Linked DNA regions of Mus musculus: region 2 is linked to region 1. The links are chromatin contacts, called in public Hi-C maps. All regions are on one chromosome and are shown on one strand. The core of a region is the stretch at or near the end of the contact, and the rest is flanking DNA. Distances in the headings are between cores, read along the strand shown. Region 1 overlaps Gm32296 (a long non-coding RNA gene). Region 2 has its middle 15 kb from the start of Flvcr2.

Region 1 (5,993 bases), core at 1,234-3,733:
AGACAGAGAGATACAGAGAAAGAGATAGAGAGTGAGAGAGAGAGAGTGCGCGAGAGAGATAGAGACAGACACAGACACAGAGAGAGACAGAGAGAGCGCGAGCTTCCGTTTGCTACAACCCCTCCTCACATTGTAACCCCCCAGTCCTTACGTGGACAGTGCCAAAATTGAGTTACGGATGGCATGAAGCCTGCTCTTGAATGACCACCAGGCACTCAAACTAGGACCTTAGATGGGAAATAGCCAGCTTCTGCCTGACACGGCACCCTTCTCCTTGCCCAGGACTGTCCATCTTGGGTCCTCGACTTCTCTGGCCCTTGCCCTGGGACCTGTGAACCTCACTTGAGAGCAGCACCAATAAATCTTAGCTCATTTGCTGCCAATCTGGTCTGATCTGGTGTTGTTGCCTCACTTTCAAGCCTCTCACTCTGTAGCTGAGGCTGACCTTGAACTAGTGATCCTATCTCCCGAATGCTGGGATGACAGGGGTGTAACCAACACACCCACCTATTTATCCTCTCACAACGCCTGATTTGTTTACATATTCTTCCTTCTGCCTCCCTTCGTGGGAGAGAAACTCCAGAAGAACAGGACTTAGTTTTGCTCAGGGTTGGATCTCCAGTGCCTAGGACAGTACTAAACATATAGCCCTTGCTAATAATTGTTGAATGCACACTTGTCTGTTTTCCTGGCACTGTGCTACATTCTATTCAGGCTTTATCTTCCGAGCTCTCTGAAGCCCCTACTGGTTGCTCACAGCAGGCCCTAGAACCGGTTTCAGTAGATAAGGAACGTGGAGCGTGGAGGACACAGGTTCCCTGTCCCAATTTCTCACTGCAGGTCCTAGGTGTTAGAAGCCCTGGGAATAGACAAAAAGTTAACAGGAATTCACAAGGTCAGGTGTTCAGGGGGGTTCCACCCCCGAGGCTGCTGTTAACGGCACCATCTGATCCCAGCACTTCACACCTTGCTTAGTGTAAAAGTCCTTGGGGGTACAGGACAATCACAGCCCCCAGAATTCAGACCAAATGAGACAAAGAGGAGGGAGCCACCTTCAGAGGCACTGCAGTTCTGGGGCGCCTGCCTTGCTCACCTCCCTTCTCCTCTCAGGTTCAGGGATGGAGAATGGGGTGGGGTTTGGCCTGACCAGAGGTCTCAAGGAGAGCCAGAGTTCAGTGTCAGGCTCCTGGCTAAAGGCAGGCTCCCTTCCTAGGCGTGAGCCTTTGGGGCTCGTCCAGCTACAAACGCACAGTACATCCTAAGAATCACAGCCTGTCTGCTTGGTGTCTAGAAAGTATTAAGCTTTTGGGGGGGGGGGGCAAAGAGTGGTTTAGACCGGCTCCTGAGATTGAGGTGTCTGGAGTGGATGCTCACTATCCAGCTTTAACCTGACATGCAGGGTGGCCCCGTTCTCCACATCCTTCACAATTTTGTGGTTTTCCCTTCTTGGTCTGCATCAGTCAGCCTTCCAACTGTCTTTTTAATTTTGTTCTCTTTCTTCCTTTCTTTCTTCCTTTCTTCCTTCCTTCCTTCCTTCCTTCCTTCCTTCCTTTCTTTCTTTCTTTCTTTCTTTCTTTCTTTCTTTCTTTCTTTCTTTCTTTCTTTCTTTCTTTCTTTCTTTCTCTTTGCTTTTGTGATGTATATTTCTGTTTTGTTTTGTTTTGTTTTTTGGTACTAGGGATGGAACCCAGGCCTTTGCCCTTGCTAAGACTGGCCTGTGGGGATGCCCGTGGGGCATTTTCTTTGTTGCTGATTGCTGTGGAAGGACTGGGCCCCACTGTGGGTGGTGCTATCCCTAGGCAGCTCCACCACCGTGCCTTTTCCCAAGCCCCTTTAATATTTCACTTAAAATAAATTCCTTATCCCTCAACATCTGCTTGCTTTTTGGCAATTAACAAGCACATGATGCACACACATTGAAGACCTGTGACTGTGAAGGCACACCCCCACAGAGAAGGCAGACAAACAAAGCCCCAGACCTCCGGAGATTTAGAATCTGGAGTTGGAATAAGTGTTCAGCCCTGGGCTAGATCCTTTCCTGTGTTCTTAATGTACTCTAGATTAGCCTCTAGACAGATGTGGTAGAAAGCCACCTAGAATTTGTTAAAATCATAAAAATGTGACACAGACATCTGGAGGCCCTCCTCCTGTCCCAGACGACTCCACCCAACTCCCACCCCTCCTTCCATTTTATTCCGGGGGGGGGGGGGTAGGCGTGGGCATGTCACTGTGCTGGGGCTTTCTCTGACTGTGTGTGTCCAAGGCTACACAACTGGTAAACATTCTCAGAGGCCACCTGTTCTAGGAGGGTGGACCCAGCAGGGCAAACTCATCTTCACCCCACTCAGGCTTATGGTCTGGGCTCCGGGAGTGCAGGGAGAGCAGGTGGGCACTGGGTGTGCTCAGTCTGGGGTAATGCCCATGGCTCCTCCTACAGGGTGTCAGCATCGCTCCACTCCCCAGCCTGGCTGTGTGGTTTGGGCATGCTTGCCAAGTGCTCTGCTTTCTGTTAGGAAAGCGTCAGCTGTTTCCTCATTCTTTCAGGGTCCTGACATCACTGTTTATGCTCAGCAACAAGCAGCCCATAAGCTCATGCATACAAGAGGTGGCCAAGTGTATGCAGCAACAGGAGGAGGAAGCAAGAGCACAGGGACCACTGTCTACATGAGGCAGGGGGTCGCTACCTGCCTCAGACACCTGGCAGAGGTTCTCAGTTGGGACCAGTGGACACCATGACAACTTAGAGTGACTCCAGGACTGGTTGAAGGGACATCATCTGGGACATTGACTCAGAAGGGGGTCTTCCCTATGAATCTGGCTTGCCCTTTCTTCTCCACAGGGGAGCGTTCTGAGGTCCTGAGGGGTGGGGTAACTTAATGTCAGGATCTCGGTCCAATCCCTTAGATTACTGTGCGTTCAGACCCATTGTCCATTTTAACACTCAAAATCCTTTAACTGCATGTAGTATAACTAAATACAGACTCATGTCTGTGTTTTCATGATCAAAAGTATAAACAACATTTTTTTTTGAGACAGTGTCTTGCTACATTGTGAGGCTGGCCTTGAACCTGTCATCCTTCTGCCTCAGGCTTCTGAAGGTATAGACATGAACCACCTCACACAACATTTATTATTGTTATTAATATTATTATTTAAATAAAGGTTGAAATGTTCTCAGAAGCTGAAGAGAAAAGAATACCTCCCTAGCACCTGTGTCACTTCTCCAGAAGGACTTCATGACCTTCTGAATACAAAGTTCCAGCACATTATTCTGACCCTGATACACCCAGGGGTGTAATAAACGCTGGCTTTGAGCTGGTGATTCTCCTGCCTCAGCCTTGTGGATATTACAGGTTTACGCTCCTACACTTGGCTGAAGCAATTTTAATGTCTGATCCAACTCTCATGTCTGGGAAGCCTTCTTGTATATATGTATCTCAGTGTGTGTACAAACGAACACACAGAGGAATGGTTGTTGTTGTTGTGATTGCTTTTATTACATCCAGAGCTCAGGTGAATGAGGAAGAGATCATTTCTGGAAGAGTCTATTCATTTTGTCAGAACAAGCATTTGGAAGCCTTGTCTCAGAGGCCCAGGCATTGCTCATTCCCAGAGGTCAATGTTCCCAGTCCTTGTCATCTTGAGTACGTAAGTGTGTAAGATACTGAACAGAAATTTCCTGGCTTCCCATACTAGAGGTTTAATTGTCCAGTAGTTATTGGAGCCAGGAGCGCATTTTCCCATGAAAGCTATGTTGTGCAGCTAGCTATAGTGGTTCCTTTCCACAGGTTCAGAACTCAGCAGACTGAGGTAGAAGGGACTGTGAGCTCAGGACCAACAGGGGCTACATAGAGACTGTCTCACATACATGCATACATACAACATGCATATATGTTAGACACGCACACACAGTCACTACTGGGTATGAGAATGAGCTAGCCCAAGATAGGATCAGGTCCCAGTTGACTTTTCTGCTGCTGTGATAAAACACATTCTAAAATGTTGTCTTGGGAGGAAAGGGTTTGTTTGGCTGATAGGTTTCAGTCCATCAGGAAGGAAGCCCAGGAGGAAACTGAAGATAGGAACTAGGAAGCAGGAACCGAGCAGAGACCATGAAAGAACGCTGCTCATTGGCCTGCTTCCAGGCTCATGGTCCCAGGCTCTGGAACGGCCCACAGACATAGCCACAGGCCAGTGCAATGGTGTCAGTTTCTTAACTGAGGTCCCCTCTTTCGGGGTGTGTCAAGTTGACAGCTGAAACTCGCTGTGACAGGCCAACAAGGTCCTGATGATAAATGGATGTGCGGGCTAGTTTTTTTTGTCAACTTGACACAAACTAGAGTCAGTTGAGAAGGCACAAACTCAAATAAGGAACTGTCTTCATCAGGTTGGCCTGTGGGCATGTCTGTGGGGCATTTTCTTGATTAATGATTGATGTGGGAGGGCCCAGCCCACTGTGGGTGATGGATGTTACCCCTGGGTTGTATAGGGGAGCAAGTTAAGTGAGCCACGGAGAGTAAGCCAGTGAGCAGTGTCCCTGCATAGTCCCTGCCTCTGCTCCATCATGGCTGGGATTGGGACATGTAAGCCAAAATAAAATCTTCCCACTCCAAGTTGCTTTTGTTCGCAGTATTTGTCACAGCAATAGAAAGCAAACCAGGATGGTGGGGAAAGGAGAGAATTTGACACGATGACTTTTTCCTAAAAGAAAAGAAAATGGGGTAGGGAGGAGGCATGGTCACTGCCCTGCACTGCCCACAGGGGACACCGAGCCTCTCTGTGGCGTTGCTAAAGTTAAAGCAAACGGAGTGGCCTTCACCTGGCACCCCAGGTTAGGGGACAACTGTCCCAAACTCAGCCACAATGCTTACTCACACATGCTTTGGGCAGTGGGAGGCTGGCGAGGAGATCATTTAGACCACAGCCCTACTGTCTCTTCAGTTCTTAAAGCGCATCCTCGAATCACAGCTGTTGATCTGAACCCTGTCCTCCGTGCTCCCGTGGAAATGTGTTCAATGAACTTACTCTGTTAAGAAGTTGAATGGAAAAAAAAAAAGAAAGAAAGACATAAAAAGGAAAGGAAACATGACTGGTCCTAGGTATGGTGGAGGAGAGAGTTTATTATGGATATGTGGGAGAGCAGAGCCAGAGGCAGGGACGTTTGGGAGAGCCCAGAGTGGTCGGGACCCTGAGCTATTTGAGGAAGGGCGAGGAGAAGGGATGGAGAACAGAGGAGCCAGGTGCAACAGCCAGGAGGCCCAGAGGCACAAAAAGAGCAGATATCTAAAGTGATGTGATTATATAGGGAAGAGCACCCTAGGTCCCCCTGGGCAGGACAGTTTAGGGTAGGGGGCAGGGTATGCCAGCCAGGAGGACCCTGTAATAGGTAGGGGCTGAGGGCTACAGAGAGAATCTGGAGGCCAGGAGGCGCCTCAGCTCTTTGTCTCAGGCTTGAAGTCTAACAGAAGTCATCAGCTCCCATCGAGGGATGTTCTAAGAGAATCAGTGATGCTCCTCATCACAGCCCCCCTGAGAATGTCATTTTCTGTTGTTGGCTTTGTTTTTGGAAGGACAAATGCAAGAACTTCTCTTAGGTCTTCACTCTGGGGGCTGCTGTATTTCTCAACACAGCCTTTATTTTCTGCGTGATATAAACCATGCACTCAACCATTCTAACCCCCACTCTTTTGCTTGGCTTGCTAGGAAGCTCATGTTCAAATCTACAGCCTCCTCCTGAACTCATGTAAAGACTCTCCCAACCTCAGAACAGAAATTTCTCCCTCAGACTCTTTGCCTTGCTTTTTCTTTTCCCTCTGTATTTCCTTACTTATCTATACTTTTGCTTTCATTATATTGTGGACATCTCTTAGAAATCATCTTAAGTTATTCTGGGAATGAGATGGTTAAATAAACACAAAGGTAGTGATGGGGGGCTTGCTTTTGCAAACCCGCTGGTAAGAAGAGTTGGGTGGCTTTGAACAACAGGCTATTCA
Region 2 (5,869 bases), core at 121-2,620, 190 kb after region 1:
TGTGTGTGTGTGTGTGTGTGTGTGTGTGTGTGTGTGTGTGTTCCTGTGCATCCTCCCATATCCCTCACCATGGCGACTCCCCTGGCCTCAATCCTTGGAGCCAGTGAATTTGCCCGAGAGCAGCTTCTCAATAAACCCACTTTAATATAATATAATCTGACTTGAATTGGCTCATTTCCCTGGCAGCGGACAAATAACATATCACAGATGATTCTCAGCTGCCGCTGTCTACTTTTAACCTTTTTGAAGCCCTGGCAAAAGAAAGAAAAGATGGTGTGGTGTTCTCTGTGCCGAACCGCCAAATACTGCAGTGCCAAGTGTGAGAAAAAAAAAGCTTGGCCGGATCACAAGTGGGAATGCCAATGTCTTAAAAACTGCAACCCAGATATCCCATGGGTTCCGTGGCTCTTTTAGGCAGGGTTATCGTCAAGTTTACCCCTCAAAGTCAGAAAGACTTTACTCATTTTATAATCTGGAGTTCAATATTAATAAACTCAATGAAGATAAGAAAGAGGGCCTGAGGTGACTTGCAATGACATTTCAACATTTTGAGAGAGTAGGAAAAAAAGAGATGAAAATGTCTGGATTTTACAGGGAAGAGATTGGGGGGGGGGGGGGACACGACAGCCAAAGCCCAGACCCTGGGCTAGAAAGTTCAAGGTTGGGGGCAGGGTATGCCAGGTAGAGACTGAGGGATTCTGGGAGAATCTGGAGGCCAGGTCTGCTTTGGTATGTAAGATCCACACTTGGGTCTCTTGTCCTTGATCCGAAACCAAATACAAGGGTCAAGAGGAGCTCCTTAGGTCGTTGAAGGTGCACCCTTGCAGAAGATTCTGGGACTCTGCTGTTCTTCACCGGCCTAGTCCCTCTGTCCCTCTGTCCCTCTTCCCTCCTCTGTATTAGTGACTTTTCTATTGCTGTTATGAGACATAATGACCAAGTCAGCCTGTAGAGGGAAGGGACTTACAGTTTCAGAGTGATGGCAATCCTGCCCTCTCTCTCCCTACCTCAAAATGCTTTCATATGCTTGTTTGAAGTGAGCATTGGGGTGAGTGTGAAGGACAAAATAATAAAAATAACTGCAATGGGGGAGGGATGTGAATGTGCTCCGAGGGTTGGCAGAGACTGCCGGTGGCATCCTTTTTGGCCCTATTTTTCTTTTCGTGATGTTTTCAGGAACTGTTGTAACCCTCATCTTAGATACAGAAACAGCCTCAAAAGACGCTACCTGGTTTGCCCGTGTTAATTAAGTGCGAACACAGGACTCAGGCTGGCCTGCGCTGACCCCAAAGCTGGGATCTTCGGGCCAGGCTTGAAACGCTAAGGAAGGTTCTCTAGCTCCACATTGTACACAGAACCACGGGGACAGCACCTAGGTAGTGCTGCCACCTAGCGATAAGATGGAGAACTGCACGTGCCAATTTTTGGTCCCTGTTTCACGCTGAGCTGACCATTGAAGTTCCGGCCAATGGTCATACCTTCCTTGCTCTGCCAGGAGTGGGGTGCACAGTTGTGATCTCTGGATGTAAGCTTCCACCTCTCTGGGCACCCCCAAAGCTCACTATAAAGGGAGTCATAAATGATTGACAGGAAGCTCTCAACAGTTTGGGGGTTCCACCTGGCCTCCACATATCACCTTGAAGACATTTGATGTGAGGGTCAAAGTTCATCCCATACCTCCTCTATGGCAAGTCCTCTAATTTCTGTACTGTCGTGTTCGGCTCTAGTCATCAAGCAACCAGCTAGCTCTCTGGTCACAGAGCAGAGAAAACCCCTGTGCCCAGTGTCTCTGCTCTGCCAGGCTGCCCTGCCCCGTGCCCCACTTCTTCTGTCCGTTGGATTCACCAGCTGAGGCCCGTTTGTGTCAGCACAGTCATTCAGACACAATGACTCAAGTCGGTGGGGGAGGGGGAGCTGTGTCAGCACAGGGTGTTTGACCTTTATGGCAGTGAGGAGTCACCTCAATCTGAAATGTGTGGCTGCCTAGTGATTTCAGTCTCAACTGAAATGCGGACATGAGTGTGATCAATGGGCAGGTGAACAGAAGCACTTCCCCGCTTTCACTCCCTGCACATAGCTCCTTCTGGATCTTCTCTCTTTGTCCAGGTCCGTGACACCTGAACCGTGAAAGAGGAGTTCTCAGAAAATTGGGTACTACCAGAAGATCCAGCAATTCCTCTCCTGGGCATATACCCAGAAGATGTTCCAACTGGTAATAAGGACACATGCTCCACTATGTTCGTAGCAGCCTTATTTATAATAGCCAGAAGCTGGAAAGAACACAGATGTCCCTCAACAGAGGAATGGATAAAGAAAGTATGGTACTTATACAATGTAGTACTACTCAGCTATTAAAAACAATGAATTTATGAAATTCTTAGGCAAATGGATGTATCTGGAGGATATCATCCTGAGTGAGGTAACCCAATCACAAAAGAAGTCACTTGATATGCACTCACTGATAAGTGGATATTAGCCCAGAAACTTAGAATACCCAAGATATAATTTGCAAAACACAAGAAAATCAAGAAGAAGGAAGACCAACGTGTGGGTACTTCATTCCTCCTTAGAATAGGGAACAAAGAAGGAGTTAGAGAGACAAAGTTTGGAGCTGAGATGAAAGGATGGACTATCCAGAGACTGCCCCACCCAGGGATCCATCCTATAATCAGTCACCAAACGCAGACACTATTGTATATGCCAGCAAGATTTTGCTGAAAGGACCCTGATATAGCTGTCTCTTGTGAGGCTATGCCAGTGCCTGGCAACTACAGAAGTGGATGCTCACAGTCATCTATTGGATGGAACACAGGGCCCCCAATGGAGGAGCTAGAAAAAGTACCCAAGGAGCTGAAGGGATCTGCAGCCCTATATGGAACAACAATATGAACTAACCAGTACCCCCCAGAGCTCATGTCTCTAGCTGCATATGTAGCAGAAGATGGCCTAGTCAGCCATCATTGGGAAGAGAGGCCCCTTGGTCTTGCAAACTTTATATGCCCTAGTACAGGGAAACACCAGGGCCAAGAAGTGGTAGTGGGCAGGTAGGGGAACAGGGCAGGGAGAGGGTATAGGGGACTTTCAAGATAGCATTTGAAATGTAAATGAAGAAAATACCTAATAAAAAATTGAAAGAAAAAAAAAAAAAAAAGAAAGAAAGCCAGTGTTCTTTTCCCCTTCAGACACGGGCCTCAGTGACCAAGCCCGCTCAGTCAGTCAACAGGTTCTCCAGCATGGGAGTGAGGATTAAAAAGAAAAAAGACACACAACATTGTAGGGTAACCCCAGTCAATTCTGAGACTGAAGGCAAATTTTTATTTTCCAACCCACTTTTTTTTGGGGGGGGTGGTTGAGACAGGGTTTCTCTGTATAGTCTTGGCTGTCCTGGAACTCACTTTGTAGACCAGGCTGGCCTCAAACTCAGAAATCCGCCTGTCTCTGCCTCCCAAGTACTGGGATTGAAGGCGTGCGCCACCACCGCCCGGCTCCAACCCACTTTTTAATACCACTTTAATTACATGCAAGTATTTTGGGCAAGCTAAATCCTGTGATTACTCCTGATAGTTGTTACAAAGGGCTTATCATAATGACCGAAATATTTGAGCCCACTTTCTCCTCCAAGCCCAAAAATCTTGCCTGAGTCCTAGTTCCACCCTAAGACTAAAATTCCTGCCTTATCCTACTTTCCTATCACAGCCTAAAGTTAGATTCCTGCCTGAGCTTACTTCCCTGTCCTAGGACAATGTCAGATTCCTGTCTGAAGCCCACTTCTTTGCCCTTAGCCAATGTCAGACTCCTGCCAAGTGGTACCCCAAAAGACTTTCCACACCTCAGCACTATGTGGTGAATAGAAGGAGGATAAAGGGTCTTAATCCTCTTTAGAATAGCAACCCTCTCAGTAAATGTGAGCCTCATTCTGGCCAAAATCAACCCAGTGGCTTCTTGGTCTAGTCCTCAAAATTTGCCTCTAACATACACAATTCCTATTGTAAAACCCATCTTGGCTAGTTTTACATCAACTTGACTCAAGCTATAGTCATCCAAGAGGAAGAAACCTCAGTTAGAAAAACGCCTACAAGCAGGCAAGCCTGTAGGGTATTTTCTTAATTATTGATGGAAGGAGGAGGGCCTAGTCCATGGTGTGTCATGCCATCCTGAGGCAGGTGGTCCTGGGTTAGCTCCTGCCTCCAGGATCAGCCCTGCTTGCACTCCTGCCCTGATTTCCCTCATGATGAACAGTGTTGTGCAAGTGTAAGCCAAACAAACTCCACATTCGTTGCTTTTGGTCTGTATGTGTTATCACAACAACAGTAACCCTAATTAGGACAGAAATTGGTACCAGGATCATGGGGCATGACTATGACAGGCATGACCGTGTTGTTTTTGGAAGAACTGTGGAAAGACTTTGGAGCTTTGGGTGGAAAAGACACACAAAAAACCCCCCAGAAAACAGGATTGTTCAAAACTTGGTGAGTGGTTCTGTGGGAACCTGGAGGAGAGGAGTTGAGAGAAATGCAGGTGATGGTGGCCTGCCTTATAAAAGCTTGGAAGGAAGCTTGAGAATTAAAGCTTTTACAGGCCTGCTGCATACCAAGACAAGCTTTCTCCATGTAGCCATGGCTGTCCTGGAACTGGCTTTGCTGACCAGATTGGCCTCAAACTCACAGAGATCCCTCTGCCTCTGCCTCTCTGCGCCTCTGCCTCTCTGCCTGTGCCTCTGCCTCTCTGCGCCTCTGCCTCTCTGCCTGTGCCTCTGCCTCTCTGTGCCTCTGCCTCTGCCTCTGCCTCCTCTGCCTCTGCCTCTCTGCCTCTGCCTCTGCCTCTGCCTCTGCCTCTGCCTCTGCCTCTGCCTCTGCCTCTGCCTCTGCCTCTGCCTCCTCTGCCTCCTCTGCCTCTGCCTCCTCTGCCTCTGCCTCTGCCTCTGCCTCTGCCTCTGCCTCTGCCTCTGCCTCTGCCTCTGCCTCTGCCTCTGCCTCTGCCTCCTCTGCCTCTGCCTCTCTGCCTCTGCCTCTGCCTCTGCCTCTGCCTCTGCCTCTGCCTCTGCCTCTGCCTCTGCCTCTGCCTCTGCCTCTGCCTCTGCCTCTGCCTCTGCCTCTCCCTCTGCCTCTCCCTCTGCCTCTGCCTCTGCCTCTGCCTCTGCCTCTGCCTCTGCCTCTGCCTCTGCCTCTGCCTCTGCCTCCCGAGAGTGCTGGGATTAAAGACATGTGCCACTCCCACACCCCCACCAGCTGCATATTTGCTATTTTGAATTAAGACTCTGTGCTAGTCAGCTGGATCCAAATTGTCAACTAATTACAAGAGACCAGCACCATCGAAATAAAACTGAGACAATTGATGTTGGTTAACTGGAGCCATGAAACTAGCAGAGAGATGGTTCAGAGGTTAAGGGCACTGACTGCTCTTCCAGAGGTCCTGAGTTCAGTTCCCAGCACCCATATCGTGGCTCACAACCATCTTCTGATGTGTTTGAGGACAGCTATTGCTACATCCACTTCAGTAGTGACAAGCGCGACAGGCCCCCAAAACCTGGGCACTGTCCCAAGGTGAAAAGTTCACAGAAACTTAGTCTCCTGGAACCATAGCATCCTGTAGAATGAATGCTCCAGTGTCCTTGCTTTAGTTGGTAATGGGATCTGTGTGCTTTCCCTTAATATTGCTTTATTATAAGTGCTCCTAAGGACTGATGTTTTTGACATATAGCTAAATTAGATTCTAGGCAGTCCTTAATCCGACCCTGGGCATGGATAGCTAAATTACTGCCCTACACAGGAATTTACCATTATCTGGGAAGAAGGAAGTTTGTGATCTAAGGAGGAACCAGAGTAGATACTTAGAACTATAGATAGCTGAGTTACACCCGTATTTACTA

Evidence for each region. Hi-C and Micro-C count contacts between places; a contact is called where the count stands out from the background.
Region 2: a Hi-C map of bone marrow-derived macrophages shows a contact between it and region 1, with 27 read pairs. The contact joins two enhancer-like sites. A contact is called at or near these places in 4 of 484 Hi-C or Micro-C datasets (CD4 T cells, the HL-1 cell line, bone marrow-derived macrophages and 1 more), 1 of 115 datasets of contacts at active chromatin or transcription factors (microglia) and 1 of 9 other capture datasets (bone marrow-derived macrophages).

What each region holds. Positions count from the first base shown.
Region 1 is chr12:85,538,883-85,544,875 of GRCm38.p6, forward strand. It overlaps Gm32296 (a long non-coding RNA gene), which reads left to right. Exons shown (of 3, transcript XR_381783.4): 3 at 2,545-3,398. Among named protein-coding and RNA genes, the nearest start is that of Gm32296, 12 kb to the left of the region's middle. Within about 2 kb of position 2,484, at least 84 of the 459 cell types and tissues checked have an H3K27ac peak or open chromatin away from gene starts, as enhancers often do. A contact at or near this core is called in bone marrow-derived macrophages, where this site is marked.
Region 2 is chr12:85,728,196-85,734,064 of GRCm38.p6, forward strand. No RefSeq gene overlaps it. Among named protein-coding and RNA genes, the nearest start is that of Flvcr2, 15 kb to the right of the region's middle. Within about 2 kb of position 1,371, at least 10 of the 459 cell types and tissues checked have an H3K27ac peak or open chromatin away from gene starts, as enhancers often do. A contact at or near this core is called in bone marrow-derived macrophages, where this site is marked.